2 separate regions of the Ovis aries genome follow, and region 2 is linked to region 1. A link is a contact called in public Hi-C data. All regions are on one chromosome and are shown on one strand. The core of a region is the stretch at or near the end of the contact, and the rest is flanking DNA. Distances in the headings are between cores, read along the strand shown.

Region 1 (6,757 bases), core at 2,646-5,145:
GTTCCCAAACCATACTCCTCTGTGCTTACACCCATTGGGTCTTCTGATGGCTGCACCTGCGGGCTGCAGCTTGCAGCCTGGGAGCCAAGAGAGAGAAGCCAGGCATGGGACAGGGAGGGAGGAATTCTGAGAAGGGGATGTCGGCCCAGGGCATGACTAAGAACCAGGCCTTTTCATGTCCCTGCTGTCAGGAGAAAGTTGAATCCACTCCCTGGAAATCCTGCTAAGAATCTCGTATAAGATCAGGCCCCTGGTAGGCTGTGAAGACAGTCAGCTCAGACACCTGCTGTCTGAGTCACTGAAACCAAGACACCTAAGCTCTCTAACCCTCAGCGCCCTGACATTCCAAATGGGTGGTGGTGAAGGTTAGATGTGATCAAGGTATAAAGTGCCCGCCTAGACAAACCCAAGTATTCAAGTTCATTCACTCCCTTCCAGGCCCACATTACTTTCACCATCTTCTTGCCCTCAGCCCTAAGCACTTCCGCCCTAAGGGCAACCTGGGTCCAGGAAATGCAAGCTGCACCCCCAAATCCCTAAGATGCTCACTGAGGCCAGGGCTGGACCAATAGATCCGAGAGTTGGGTGAGCCCAAGTCTAGGGCAGTGGGGGATGTAGCCTTTGTTCAAACCAGATTCAGAGACAAAATCAACACATTTGAGAATTGACAGTGGAGAGGGAGCCGCCGCCACCAGGCTGGCCCTGAAGCCCTGGACCCCATCGGCTGGCGGCCTCAACCCCCTTTCCTCTCCTCTGGGAACCCTGCAATCTAGCTTCCCTCTAGGTCTTCAAACATGCCTTGAAAGTTTACAGCTTTATGTTTTTGCACGTGCTGGTCCCTCTTTCTAGAACGCTCTTCCACACCCTGTCCTCTCTGTGAATGCTCACAGTTTGAAGGCAGGATCCTCCCCACTTTCTCACTTCACATGGGAGAAGCTGAGGTAGTCAATGAGTGGCAAGGCTGGAATTCACGGTCGGGTCTGTCTGCCGCTGGGCGCCACCCGCTTGCAGCTCGCGCCCCTGCCTGGGGTCCTGCCACCTCCTTTCCGAGGCTCTCCCTAACGTTGTTCCAGAGTCCTTGGAAAGGGCACTGTGAAAGTCGAAAAAGCTGAGTTCAAGTCTCAGCCCTGCCCCTTACTAGCTGTGTACTTAGGCCAACATCTCTGAGCCTTGGCATCTCTGCGGCAAGTCGGGAGGATGGTGTCCAGGTGAAGAGTGACTGGGAGGATCCGTGTAAAGTGCTCAGCCGGGCGCGTGATAGGTGCCCAGTGGCTGTCCATAACGGTGATTGCGCTGGCACAGACCGTGCTGCACTTGACTGCTTTTCTTCCTCATCGATCTTTCTATCAGACTGTGTGTTGGTAGAGGGCAGGGTGTACATTTCATGGCTTTCAGTATCCGAGGGCCAGCCCGCCTCATAGGTGCTTGATGAGCTGCAAGGAGATGGGTGCTGAGTGTGAGGTGGTGGTGGGGGGGCTGTAGAGGGCCCATCCATTCCGTGGGCCCTCATTCTGACCCCAGGAGGGCCTCGCAGCTCCAGTGCCAGCTCTCCCCTTCTTTTCAGCTCTTTCTGGCCTCAGCCTAAACATCCTGACCATCCTCTCTTTCTGCAAGACCCCAGAGCTGCGGACCCCCAGCCACCTGCTGGTGTTGAGTTTGGCCCTGGCCGACAGCGGGATCAGCCTGAACGCCCTCGTTGCAGCCACGTCCAGCCTCCTCCGGTACCTGCCCCCACCCTAGTCCCTGGGCTCTGGGGCCTGACCTCAGGGCACTGGGCAGCAGGCCAGAGACATGCTTCCTACCTGTAGAAAGCTATAGGGGAGAGGGTGGGCAGACCAAACTAGGGTAAATCTGAAATCCAGGCCATGCCTGCAGAACGGCAGCTGATTTCTGGAACACAGGAGTTCCTTGGACCTGACCATCAGAGCTGGCTGACGGTGGGGATTAAGAGCCTGGCCCCGCAACCAGGCTGCCTAGGTTGGAATCCTGACGTCATTATTTCTATTTCTCTGTAAATCACCTATTATTGCCTAACTCATATGGTTGTTGGAAGTATTGTTTGTAAATAATTTAAAACAATGCTTGGCACCTAGGAAGCCTTAAATAAGTATGTGTGAAAGCAAACAGGATTTTGACAAGTGTCTAAGACCTTACGTGACCGGGGTCTTCCAGTGTGGTCTAAGAGGCTGTTTATAGGATTGTTTTCTTAAGCAGATGGATCATTCCTGTGGAAGCCAGAGCCCCCCTCCCCCCGCCTCTGTGCACGAAGGCTCAGGGCTGACTGTGGGGTCTGAATCGGTGAGGGTTCCTTGCCCTGCTCTCCTGCCCCTTCCCAGGGTGGGGGATGGGCAACTGACGCTTCCGCCCTCCCTGCCCTTGGGGCCGGAAGCTGGGAGGCTGGGGTCTACCCTCTGACTTTGCCTTCCTGCGCTTTGTGACGCTGGCTCCGTACCTGTTCCTCTCTGAGCCTCAGGCGCGAGCTCTCCTCGCATCATGTTGCTCCATGTCCTGTGATATAGGCACCCGATCACCAGGGAGACTCTTTGATCCAACCAAGGTGCCCCCTCACCCCAGTGGCTCGATCTCTAAGGCCTCAGTTTCCTTATAGCAAAACAGATACTAACGCCCTTTTCTAAGGAGCCGAAGGTGCCCTCCGAGCTGCTGACAAGCAGGTGAGGGAGGGGGACAGGGGCGAGGGGGAGGGGTCACTGGCGCCGCGTGTCTCCCGCAGGCGCTGGCCCTACGGCTCGGAAGGCTGCCAGGCTCACGGCTTCCAGGGCTTCGTCGCGGCGCTGGCCAGCATCTGCAGCAGCGCAGCCATCGCCTGGGGGCGCTATCACCACCACTGCACCCGTAGGTCCCTCGGTTCCACGTATTGAGGGTGGTCCGCGCGAAGGTCTGCTCAGCATTTCCCAGTCCAGGGAAGTGCGGGTGGGTGTAAGCGTGCCCGAGTGTGAGGTGTGGGCCCCCAAGAAAGGGAGGAGGGTGGGAGAGCGCAGGAGAGGTGTTGAGGCGCCTGCTGGGAAGGTTCCCTGTGCCCCTCCCCGTGGCCTCAGGCAAGTCAGGGGTCCTCTGTGAACCTTGCTCTCCTCCTCTGCAAAGATGAGTTTTGTAGCCAAGTCACAGTTTTATTTGGAAACTCAAATGAGATTCTGGATACAGAAGATGCCCTTGAGGACAGGCAGTGTTGGGAGGCAGCAGAGAGGTGGTGTGTGTAAGACAGACTGGGCGGGTGCCTTTGCACCTCACACTTCCATGGAACCTCTGCCATGCAAAGGCTTCATGAAAAATGAGTCTGGTTCAAGACTTCCCAAGCTGTATTGTCAAATTCCCTCTTCATCATTAGACATATAAGTGTGCCACCTGCTTTGTTATTTATCTGGTGTTTTTCTTAAGTGACTCATTTTTTTAAATTTAAACAACTGCTTTAGTCTCATTCTAAAAAGTATCTGAAATCACGAAGTTAATTTTAATACACATAAAGGTAAGAAACACATTCACCCGTAGACCATGTAGAATCTCACTCACCATGGCAGAAACATAAACATTCTTTGGGGGCTGTGGCTCAGGCAGCCCTCACTCTAACCCCCAGCTTGCAGACTGGGAAGCACAGGTTCAGAGAAGTCAAGGCGCTTGCCCTGAGTCACACGGCTACAGAGCCAAGCTGGGATTGTGCCTGGCCTGGATGCCCCAGAGGGAGCCTCCCATTTGTCTCCTGGGCTCTGAGTCCTAATCCCCTGGCACAGAGGTTACTGTGGTGTTCACAGCTAACATGGCCTTGAGCCATGAGCATCAGTCCTTTGGAATTGCAGATCTGCCCGTGGACACACGGCTCACTGCCCTCAACAATGTCACATGCTTCTCTCCAGGGCCAGAAACACAAACGCCTTTGTTCTCCGCTAATGCTGACTCCTATCTGCCTCATCTGACCTTGGAGCTCCTCTTCCACTACTAGCCCAGCCCTGTCCCCATACCTCTCGCAGACCATCACTCACACGTGCACGTACACCTGTCTCTTTGCCATCTCCCTCTTTCTCTCCCTCTTTCCCCCTCTTCTCTAAAGAAGATGGTGCAGAGTGTCTCTAGGAGACTTCCACATCCATTGTCTCTTTTATTCTTCATAACAATCGTCGGAGGCAAGGATGATCATTCCCAGTTTATGAAGGAGAAAACTGAGGCTCAGAGAAACTTGACTTGCCTGAGGCACTGCGCTGTTAAGCATCAGCGCCAGCATTTAAGGACACTCCGCAGGACCACCAAGTCCGCTATGTTTTCACTCTGCCAAGCTACCGCCTCCCCTCCACCATCCTCCTTCCTGTGTCCCACGCAGGCAGCCGACTGGACTGGAACACGGCCGTCTCCCTGGTGTTCTTCGTATGGCTGTCTTCTGCCTTCTGGGCGGCACTGCCCCTCCTGGGCTGGGGCCACTATGACTATGAGCCGCTGGGGACCTGCTGCACTCTGGACTATTCCAGGGGGGACAGGTGAGGTGTGGGCAGCCGCTTCGAGGCTTCTTTGCATGGGAATCTGGGCTTTGAGCCTGTAGGATAGCAGTGTCAGCTGCAAATCCAAATGGGGATGTGCCAACATCTGCCAGACAGTCTCAACTCCTTAGCCATGATCCGCATGTAAAAGTTGACCGTGGGACTAAGGAAAGCCCATTCTGAAGATTGGCCAAGGGATGGGAATGTTATGCAAGTTGGGGTGCAGAGTTGGGCCCCAGAAGGAGTCCTGTCCAGGGAGCTAAGCTGCCTTGGTTATAACAATGCTGATCTCCTGTGTTGGTTGTAACAGTCACTGAGCCCCATGTCCCCTTTGCCACCTTCAGCACAGTCAGATCCCAGCTCTGATTTATTGACTCCTACAGGGAGCCATACCCTTGGTTCTATAGTGTCAAAGAATGTTAAGATCTTTGCATTGGGATCTTTGGCATTGAGAACAGTTCTCTGGATTCTCTTGAGCTTTTGCTGTGGGCCAGACCCTGGAGAGACAGCGGTAAATGCGTGATGGCGCCCCCATCAGGAAGCACTCATCCAGTACTGCCAGGCCCACGGGGCTCTGGGGAGCCCAGGGCTCCCTCTAGGGGCTGCCTCGGGCAGGGACCACATGGGCTCCAGCCCGGATCTTGCTCTGCTAGAGGCGCACCGCATTCATCTGCTTGACAGGTTTATTCATGTTGACTCATTTATTTATTTGGCTGTGTTTTGTTTTAGTTGCAACAGGATCTTTCATTGTGGCACACAGGCTTAGTTGCCCCGTGGCATGTGTGACCTTAGTGCCTGGATCAGGAATTGAACCCACATCCCCTGCATTGCAAGGTGGCTTCTTAAGCAGTGAACTGCCAGGGAAGTTCCTATTCGTGTTTATTCCTAATGCACCTGCCTTGATGACAGGCTTCTCAGGTCAAGCCCAGTGGAGAAGGCAGGGGCTGGTCTAATGTCCTCCAGGGAATTCCCTGCAGGTATTTCCCCCGCTGGGGTCCAGCTCCTCTGGCAGCCCTCCCTCCCAGCCCTCCTTATGGACAGCAGCCAGATGATGTGGTCTCCGCTGCACAGAATGGCAGTCTGCCTCCCTGTGACTCCCACCTGCTCCTGGTCAGCCCTTGTGCCTCCCCATGACCACTGCCTGGGACCCCTGGTTCTCCTCTGGTCCCTTCAGTGATTTCACCAGTGATACAGTGTCCAGTCTCATCCACAGGGTCCTTCCAAACCTGTGCCAGAAAACTCCTTGAATGATCTTTCCTCCTGGTCAACTGACATCTCCATTTGCTAAACACATTTCCCAAACAAATTGTCCCGTTCTCCGTGTTTGGGGCACATACAGAGAGAAGGGCTGAGCCCCTGAACTGCCCAGCAGCAAATTGAAGCTGGACTATCCTTTGTCCCAGCTCCTTGGCCTAAAGGCAGGTTCTAGGAGGACCTCATAGCTCCTGATTCCCAGGAGAGTTGAGCTGGGACCCGGGAGCACCCATATTCTGAATACTCACCTGATGGGAGGAGTTCCCTGCATTTGACTGTCTAGCCCAAGTCTGATGGGCCTTCTTGGGCAACTGATCATCTCTGAGAGGCAGTTCTTGACTTCTCCATCCCCTCTGCCTGCAGAAACTTCACCAGCTTCCTCTTCACCATGGCCTTTTTCAACTTCCTCGTGCCCCTCTTCATCACAGTCGTATCCTATCGGCTCATGGAGCAGAAACTCGGGAAGACCAGCCGTCTCCCGGTAAGAATCAGCTCCGAGAGGAGGAGAAACACCAGGGAACATGAACAGTGTGACTGCAATCAGGGGTTCTCTGTGTTTTCAATGATCAGGAGAGAACTCTAGCTTTGTATGTAGAGCATGGGGTGTCAGGGCAGAAACACACCCTCCCCTCCCATTGCTGGAGGTCACCAAGACCTGGGAGGGAGACACAGAACTGCCCAGATTTACCCAGACCCTGTAATACTGAGAGGCAGGGTGTCCAGTGGACATCATCCTTGCTGTTACCCTTGCTTCTTCCCAAGGATATGAAGATTGACACAAAATTACATGCATTTTAAATGGCTTCAGGATGTTTCATTTAACCGCAGGCACAGACTGTTACCCACAAAGTAAAATCACACCTGCAAGCACATTTGTCCAAGAGAAACAATGATTCAAAATAAGCCCTCCTGGCCATTGCTCAATTTCTGCATTAATATCGTCTTACCGGATTTGTTTTTTATTACCTGAACAATCTCTAGCCGATGAGTCATAGCTCTAAAGATTCAAAAAATAAAAA
Region 2 (6,757 bases), core at 2,205-4,704, 220 kb after region 1:
CCTGTTTATGTAGGAGCCTTGGCTTAGCCTCTTCCTCTCCCCAAACAGTCTTTCCTGGGATGGGACTGCGTTGTGAGGTCTTCAGCAAATTACCCACTAGATCTGTCAGGCCCAGGTACCCACATGTATGGTACTTTAGAAAGTTGTGGTACGTATACACAATGGAGTATTACTCAGCCGTTGAAAAGAATTCATTTGAATCAGTTCTGATGAGATGGATGAAACGAGCCAATTATACAGAGTGAAGTAAGCCAGAAAGAAAAACACCAATACAGTATACTAACACATATATATGGAATTTAGAAAGATGGCAATGACGACCCTGTATGCAAGACAGGAAAAAAGACACAGCTGTGTATAACGGACTTTTGGACTCAGAGGGAGAGGGAGAGGGTGGGATGATTTGGGAGAATGGCATTCTAACATGTATACTATCATGTAAGAATTGAATCGCCAGTCTATGTCTGACGCAGGATACAGCATGCTTGGAGCTGGTGCATGGGGATGACCCAGAGAGATGTTATGGGGAGGGAGGTCGGAGGGGGGTTCGTGTTTGGGGACACATGTAAGAAGTAAAGATTTTAAAATTAAAAAAATAAAAATAAATAAAAATAAAAAAGCCAGTTATATTTCAAAAGCAGCACTGGGAACCTGACATCCTGGTTTGGAGGAGGATGATGGGGCTCTGTTGTGTTGGAGCCTACAGAGATGAACTCCAGACCTGAGAGTCCAGTCCAGTAAAGTAGCTGTGAGCCATTCACGGCTGCTGAGCAGTTGAAATGTGGCTAGTCTGAATTGGGATGTCCTGTAAGTATAGAATCTGGATTCCATATAAAAAGGGTAGAATCTCATTAATAATTTTTATCCTCATTACTTTTTGAAATAAAGTATTTCATATTGTGTTAAATAAAACATGCCATTAAAATTAAGTTCATTTATTTCTTCTACAGTCTTTAAATGTGTCTTTAAAAAATTTTAAAATAACATATGAGGCTTGCATTGTATTTCTCTTAGAGCCAGTCCAGACCATTTGCCATCGTCTTCCTGACTCCTCCCAGGGAGCAGGTGTACTTGGCACTGTGGTTGCCCTGTGATGCCCAGGACCCTTCAGGCTTCTGTGCCATCAAGAGGAGAAAGCCTGTTCCCATCTTCCAAATACAGGCTGACTCCAGAGGGGATTTTCAAGACCCTAATACTAACCATACCAAAGCTGGGTTAGCAATGGAGAATTTGACTAAAATGTTCAATAGTCCCAAATAACTTTGCTTTGCTGGTTGGGACATCTTGTTCTCTAAGTAAATCTTGTTCTTGTTCTTGGTAAATCTGAATTGTTCTCTAGAAACAATTCTAGGATGGGGGGTGGGGAAGGTGGGGAGGGTGGAGTGGGGGGGGCCAGTATTGCCAGCAGTGGGAGAGGAGGAAGCAGAAAGCAGGTCTTTTTTTGGAGCCCAGACTGAACAACCCCCTGTACCTAAAGGAGGTCTCTCTTTGGTAAAATGTTCTCCAGGGTCTAGGGCCAGGGTTTGGACTCCGCCCACTAAGGCACACTCTGATTTGCTTTTGCATTGTCATAGCTTTCAAAGGCCAATCTCTGCAGATTTCCTTTGAAGGCAGCATAAAGTTTTTGTCCATTATCAAAATCCCAAGAATAAACATGTGCCCACGTTTTCGCAGGAACCACAATTCCCTAGTCAGATAACAGCTCATCATCACTGTGATCCCATTTTTTCTTAACGTGATGTGTTATAGTATTAAGAGTCAATTTCCCAGAAGTTTCAGTGGCTTTGCTCTGACTGTGCCAATTATATCAGTAACGGACCCTCACAGTCACATCAAGTGAATGTCAACAGATCCCAGTGTGCCGAGCTCTGCATAATGACTACATGAAGCCAAATTTCTTTAGAGAGTTTTTTGGGGACAACAGGAATTTTTGGCAAAATCCAAGAGATGCCATCAAGCTCCTCCATGTGCCCTGGGCAGCCTGGCCCAAACGTGATGGCCTGGATGGCTGGGTGAGTTTCTTCAAATTTTCCAGTCTATTCCTAAGGCATCTAAGGGTACCCTCCAACTCTTAAGTGGGATTAGGTAGGATGAGTGCCCACGTGAGTTATTGGATGGGTGTGTGTGCCTCCCACACAGTAACTCCTCAAGTGTGAGTCTCTATATCAAGGAAGCCAGAGGTACATGAAGCCTTTTCCTGGGGCTCGAAGTTGGGGAGGGATCAGTGAGAAACCTCCTGCTGAGGTGCACAGGATTCATTATGGGGGCTTGCTCCTTGGTAAATCTGAATTTTGGGGGGTAGATCTGAAAGCCTCTATCTGTAGAGGACACAGCATCAAAGCCAGGAGGGTGAGTGGCTCTTGGCGGGACTCCCATCAGCCCTGCTGGATGCAAGAGTGAAGTTGCGTGAGCTGTGCTGGTCTTGCTGCCTGTTACTCTGGGCAACTTTTGTGCTGCCCCAACTCTTCAGGGCAGCCCTGGAGGGCCCCTGCACCCAGTCCAGCTGGAACTCTCATGGGAGGCCTAAGACCCTGGGCCAGTAGGTGCTTCCTGAGTCCCCAAAAGGAAGGGGAGAGGATGCTCGTCAGGGGGAATGCCTGTCATAGGAGGTCCGGTTCTGTGAAGTGTCTCAGTTTGAGTAAGGCCTGTCGAAGGGCTCCAGGCAGCTCCCCTCTTCTTTCCCCTCCTGCCCACAGGCGCTACTTTCTCCCCAGGGCCTTTCCCTGCTGGTTTTGAGTCTGGGGTGGCCAGGTTCCAGGACCTGCGTTTCCGGAAATGGCCACACGGGGGCGCGCGGCTCCCGTTCCGAAGCGGCTTCTGCGTCTGGGAAGGAGAAAGGCAGACCGGCGTGGGGCCGAGGACGACTACTTCTTAGGGTCTCAGGAGCGCTGGGCACCCTCCTCGTACTCCTGTCTTAGGGCAGGATTTCCTTTGAGCGTCTACGAGGCGACGCCGCGGAGCCTGGAGGTGTCCTTCGACTTCGTTTCCAAGGACGCTCCCGCGGGGACCGCTGGTGCAGCCTGGTTTCCCGCCTATCGTCTGGAAACAGTGACAGCAGTTTTTTCCTGCAGGGTTGTTGAGAGATGGAAAACGTTGACAGGGCCCAATTAGTCCTTTTCAGGTGCAGGGGAGATGGATGCAGGTCTCTTCTGCCTGCGGCGGGGGGGAGGGGGGTGTAGCAGAGCCGGAGACGGTGCCACGGAGGCCGGGAAGCACAGGCAGGCTGGGGGCTCCCTCGGGAACCCTCCCTCTGCGGTCCTCGCCTGTGTCCTCCCGCCTCTGAGCATCGGTCTGTTTGTCTGTCCCTGGTTCGCAGGGCTGCAGCGTTTGCCCCCAGCTGGGAGCCTCCACTGTGAGAGAAATGGGCTGGCCCACAAACTTGACCACTGAAGAAGGGAGGGGCTCCTGACCTTCAGTCCAGTCCTGAGTCATAAAGGGAACCAGCCTGCAGACTGACAGGAGCGGCTGGGGTGACCAGCCCGGCCCAGAGAGAGACCTGGCAACAGAGGCGCCTGTGTAGCAGCCAGTTCCAGCATCTGGCACTCACTCCAGGCTGGGCCCTCCACGTCTCAGATGGTACCTCACTTAATCCCACTGCTTCTCAGGGACATAGGTGCTCATGGTCCATGCCAGATGAGAAAAAGGAAGCACAGTCAGCTTACGGACCTTGCCCACAGCTCTACCCACCTGTAGAGGGTTACAGGGCTGTGAGGCTGATCTTAACCACTGCAACCCCGTGGCCCCAGGACCTAGCCTCTCCCGAGGGTTCCGTCTGCTCTCCTGGAAGCCTTTCAGCTTTCCTCTCAGGGCTTCCCAGGTGGCACTAGTGGTAAGAACCCTCCTGCCAATGCAGGAGACATAAGAGACAGGTTCGATCCCTGGATCAGGAAGATTCCCCTGGAGGAGGGCATCGCGACCCACCTCAGTGTTCTTTCCTGGAGAATCCCATGGACAGAGAAGTGTGGCAGGCTCCATCCCGTAGAGTCACAAAGAGTTCGACATGACTGAGGCGACTTAGCTGGTACGTACTCACATCTGAGCTGAGCATCCTTGTCTAAAACATCTAGGCCTTTCAGCACTGCTGGGGTGAAATGAGTTTCTTGTAAGACACCTCGGGGCAGGCCCAGGCCCAGAGGAAAGGTTCAGGAAGTAACTTTCCCAGGGAGCACACAGGTGGCTGACCCAGGGTACAGAATTCCCACTGTGATGGACCAGGAAAGTGTCTCATAACTCCTGGGGGATTCTTCTGTGTTTTATGTGAAAGTCTGGAGTGCTTTTTCCAACAAATATTTTTAAAGTGTTTGCCCTCTGTCTGCTCCAGTTCAAGGTGTTAGGGATGTACCAGTGTGGGGAAAAACGAACACAAATCCCTACCTTCATGAAACCTACATTCTGGTGGGAAAGGCAGAAGATAAATAGACCTTTAAATGGTGATGTGTGCTAGAGGAAAAAAAGCCAAAAAAAAGCAGGACAGGAGACAAGGAACTCGTGTGAGCGTGTAACTTTGTTTTTGTTTGGGAGGTCAGGGTAGGACTTTCTGAGAAGATGCCATTTCACTTGCTCCCTGAGGAAACCAGGTGACCCCACCCTCTGACCTGAAGCTGCGGAGACTAGAGAAGCAAGTTTACAAGACCTGGAGCAGATGGGGTACATATGGAGGGCCCCCCAGAGTCCTCAGCACTGCCATCTGTAGGAAAATGACTGGTCATATTCTCAAAGGCTGCAGGGACAGCAATTCCTATCGACGAAAAGGTGAATGTCCTCTAGATGAGTAACTGGTTACAGTTGTAATACATTTGAATATACGGTAACGTGGAATTTAAACCTTCGGTAGCAGCAGGCAGAAATGTTGAATTTGACCTTCATAAAGTGTTTTATCTAAAATCATTAGATGTTCTGCCAGTTAATGTGCTGAGGAGGCAGCAAAAAGACTTCCAAATGCATGCGTGTCCCCAGGGTCCTGCTTTGGGAACTCATTAGGTCTCCTATGGGTGGGCCTGCTAGGGGTCAGGCTGCAGCCCTGGAAGTTGGGCTCCTGGCCAGCACAGTGCTCATTATTGGCCTGTGGATGCCTCAGCCCCTTGGGCACAAGCGCCCGTCTCTGTGTGATGAGATTCCAGAGCCCAGGTCTCAGCATAGTCCTGTGCTGACTGCCCAGAGGTTGGCCATCTTGTGATTCGGTCTGGCTCTTGGACTGAAAGTCTCACCACTGGAGAGGTCCCTTCTCTCAGGAAAACCTGGAAGGCTGGTCTTCTGCTGGTGGGCCAGGCATCCTCCCTGGGTCTCTGCCTGCCCCTCCCCCCTTCTGTGGCCTGTAGATGATTTATGAGGACCTGCCAATTAATGCTATGTTCCTGCTACGGCCCTGAAATTGGACAGATGCAGCTAGGCACTTGGACAGCTCAATTTCACACAGCTACTTCCGGGCTTTTTCCCTGGCCCTTGGGCATGGTGGCTTCCTAGCCTCAGTGTGGGACTCCCAAGGGAGGGCTCCAATTGGGCCATCTAGATCTGCAGACTATGACCAGCCAGGAGAGGGCTACTTCTGGGAGAAGGGCTACAAGGGACTGTCACAGAGCGACTTCTATGGTAGAGACCATATTTACAGACTGGCGTTACTATCCCCATTTTACAGAGGAGGAAGTTGAGGCTCAGGGAGGAAATAATCTGCATCACATGGCTGGAAGCAAGGGGCTGAGATTCGAACTCAAGTCCAAATGACTCCCAAGATGTATTCCAGGCCTGTTTTGTGGGGAGCCACGTGAAGAGTCCCTGGGCTCTTGACTGACACCTTAGGACAAAGGAGGCTGCTGCTCCTAAGTCACTTCAGTCGTGTCCGACTCTGTGCGACCCCATAGACAGCAGCCCACCAGGCTCCTCTATCCCTGGGATTCTCAAGGCAAGAATTCTGGAGTGGGTTGCCATTTCTTTCTCGGACAAAGGAGGCTGGGCCTCCCTTTTGTGCCCTTGGCTTCAGGTCCTGGCTTTCCAGGTGTCATTCCTGTCTGGGCCTCTAGGTGTCGCCCGCCTCCAACGTCCAGTCTGAATGCGGTTCCCTGAATTGGCAACAAAGCCAACAAAGTGCGCCGGACCCCACCAAGTACAGGGCCTGGGTCTCCGTCCCACACGCTCCTGAGGTCCTAACCGCCGTGCGCACCCCGGTAGGCTGCGCATCTGGGCGGCTGAGAGGGTGCGAGGAGTGGGTGGGGCCATGGTCTCCCCGTGGGGCCCCCCAGCCCCTCCTCTGAGCAGAAAGGCTGCCCCCCATTCCTCCCCTCCCCTCGCCCCCGTCTCCCCTCCCCTCCCACCCCCGCTCCTACAGGCAGACCCTTCAGGCGCGCTAGCCGGCCATGATGGAGCAGCTCCAGTGATGAGCAGGTCCCCACTTATGGTTGTGCTGGGGCTCCGGGTCCTCTGCAGACCGTTCAGCTCTCCCTGTTGACCCCGCTGCGCCTGCCCCCGGGGGGCCGGAGGAGCCCTGGACATTCGGGTCTCTGCCCGTAGGCCCCATCCGCGGGGCGCGGGACCAGCCCCTGTGCAGTCCGCACGGCCATCCATCGCCGGAGACTGCGGCTTGCGTCCCTTCCCGGCACGCGGCAGTCCGGAATTTGACCGTCCCGGAAGTGCGTGTACCGAAATAGTTGTGTTGTTTCTAAACGAAGTAGCTCTGCTTGTTCAGAGACGTCGGTTTGCACCCGAGAGCGACGCGTTGACAGCCCGAGGTAGGCCTGTGACTTTTCACTTTGGGGGACGCCGC

Evidence for each region. Hi-C and Micro-C count contacts between places; a contact is called where the count stands out from the background.
Region 2: a contact with region 1 is called in a Hi-C map of hypothalamus, with 4 times the contacts expected there. The contact joins two enhancer-like sites. A contact is called at or near these places in 10 of 16 Hi-C or Micro-C datasets (blood, hypothalamus, liver and 5 more).

What each region holds. Positions count from the first base shown.
Region 1 is chr25:38,256,111-38,262,867 of ARS-UI_Ramb_v3.0, forward strand. It overlaps RGR (retinal G protein coupled receptor), which reads left to right. Exons shown (of 7, transcript XM_004021531.6): 2 at 1,565-1,721; 3 at 2,732-2,853; 4 at 4,331-4,484; 5 at 6,102-6,219. Among named protein-coding and RNA genes, the nearest start is that of RGR, 3.6 kb to the left of the region's middle. Within about 2 kb of position 3,896, at least 10 of the 54 cell types and tissues checked have an H3K27ac peak or open chromatin away from gene starts, as enhancers often do. A contact at or near this core is called in hypothalamus, where this site is marked.
Region 2 is chr25:38,473,732-38,480,488 of ARS-UI_Ramb_v3.0, forward strand. No RefSeq gene overlaps it. Among named protein-coding and RNA genes, the nearest start is that of CCSER2, 170 kb to the left of the region's middle. Within about 2 kb of position 3,455, at least 2 of the 54 cell types and tissues checked have an H3K27ac peak or open chromatin away from gene starts, as enhancers often do. A contact at or near this core is called in hypothalamus, where this site is marked.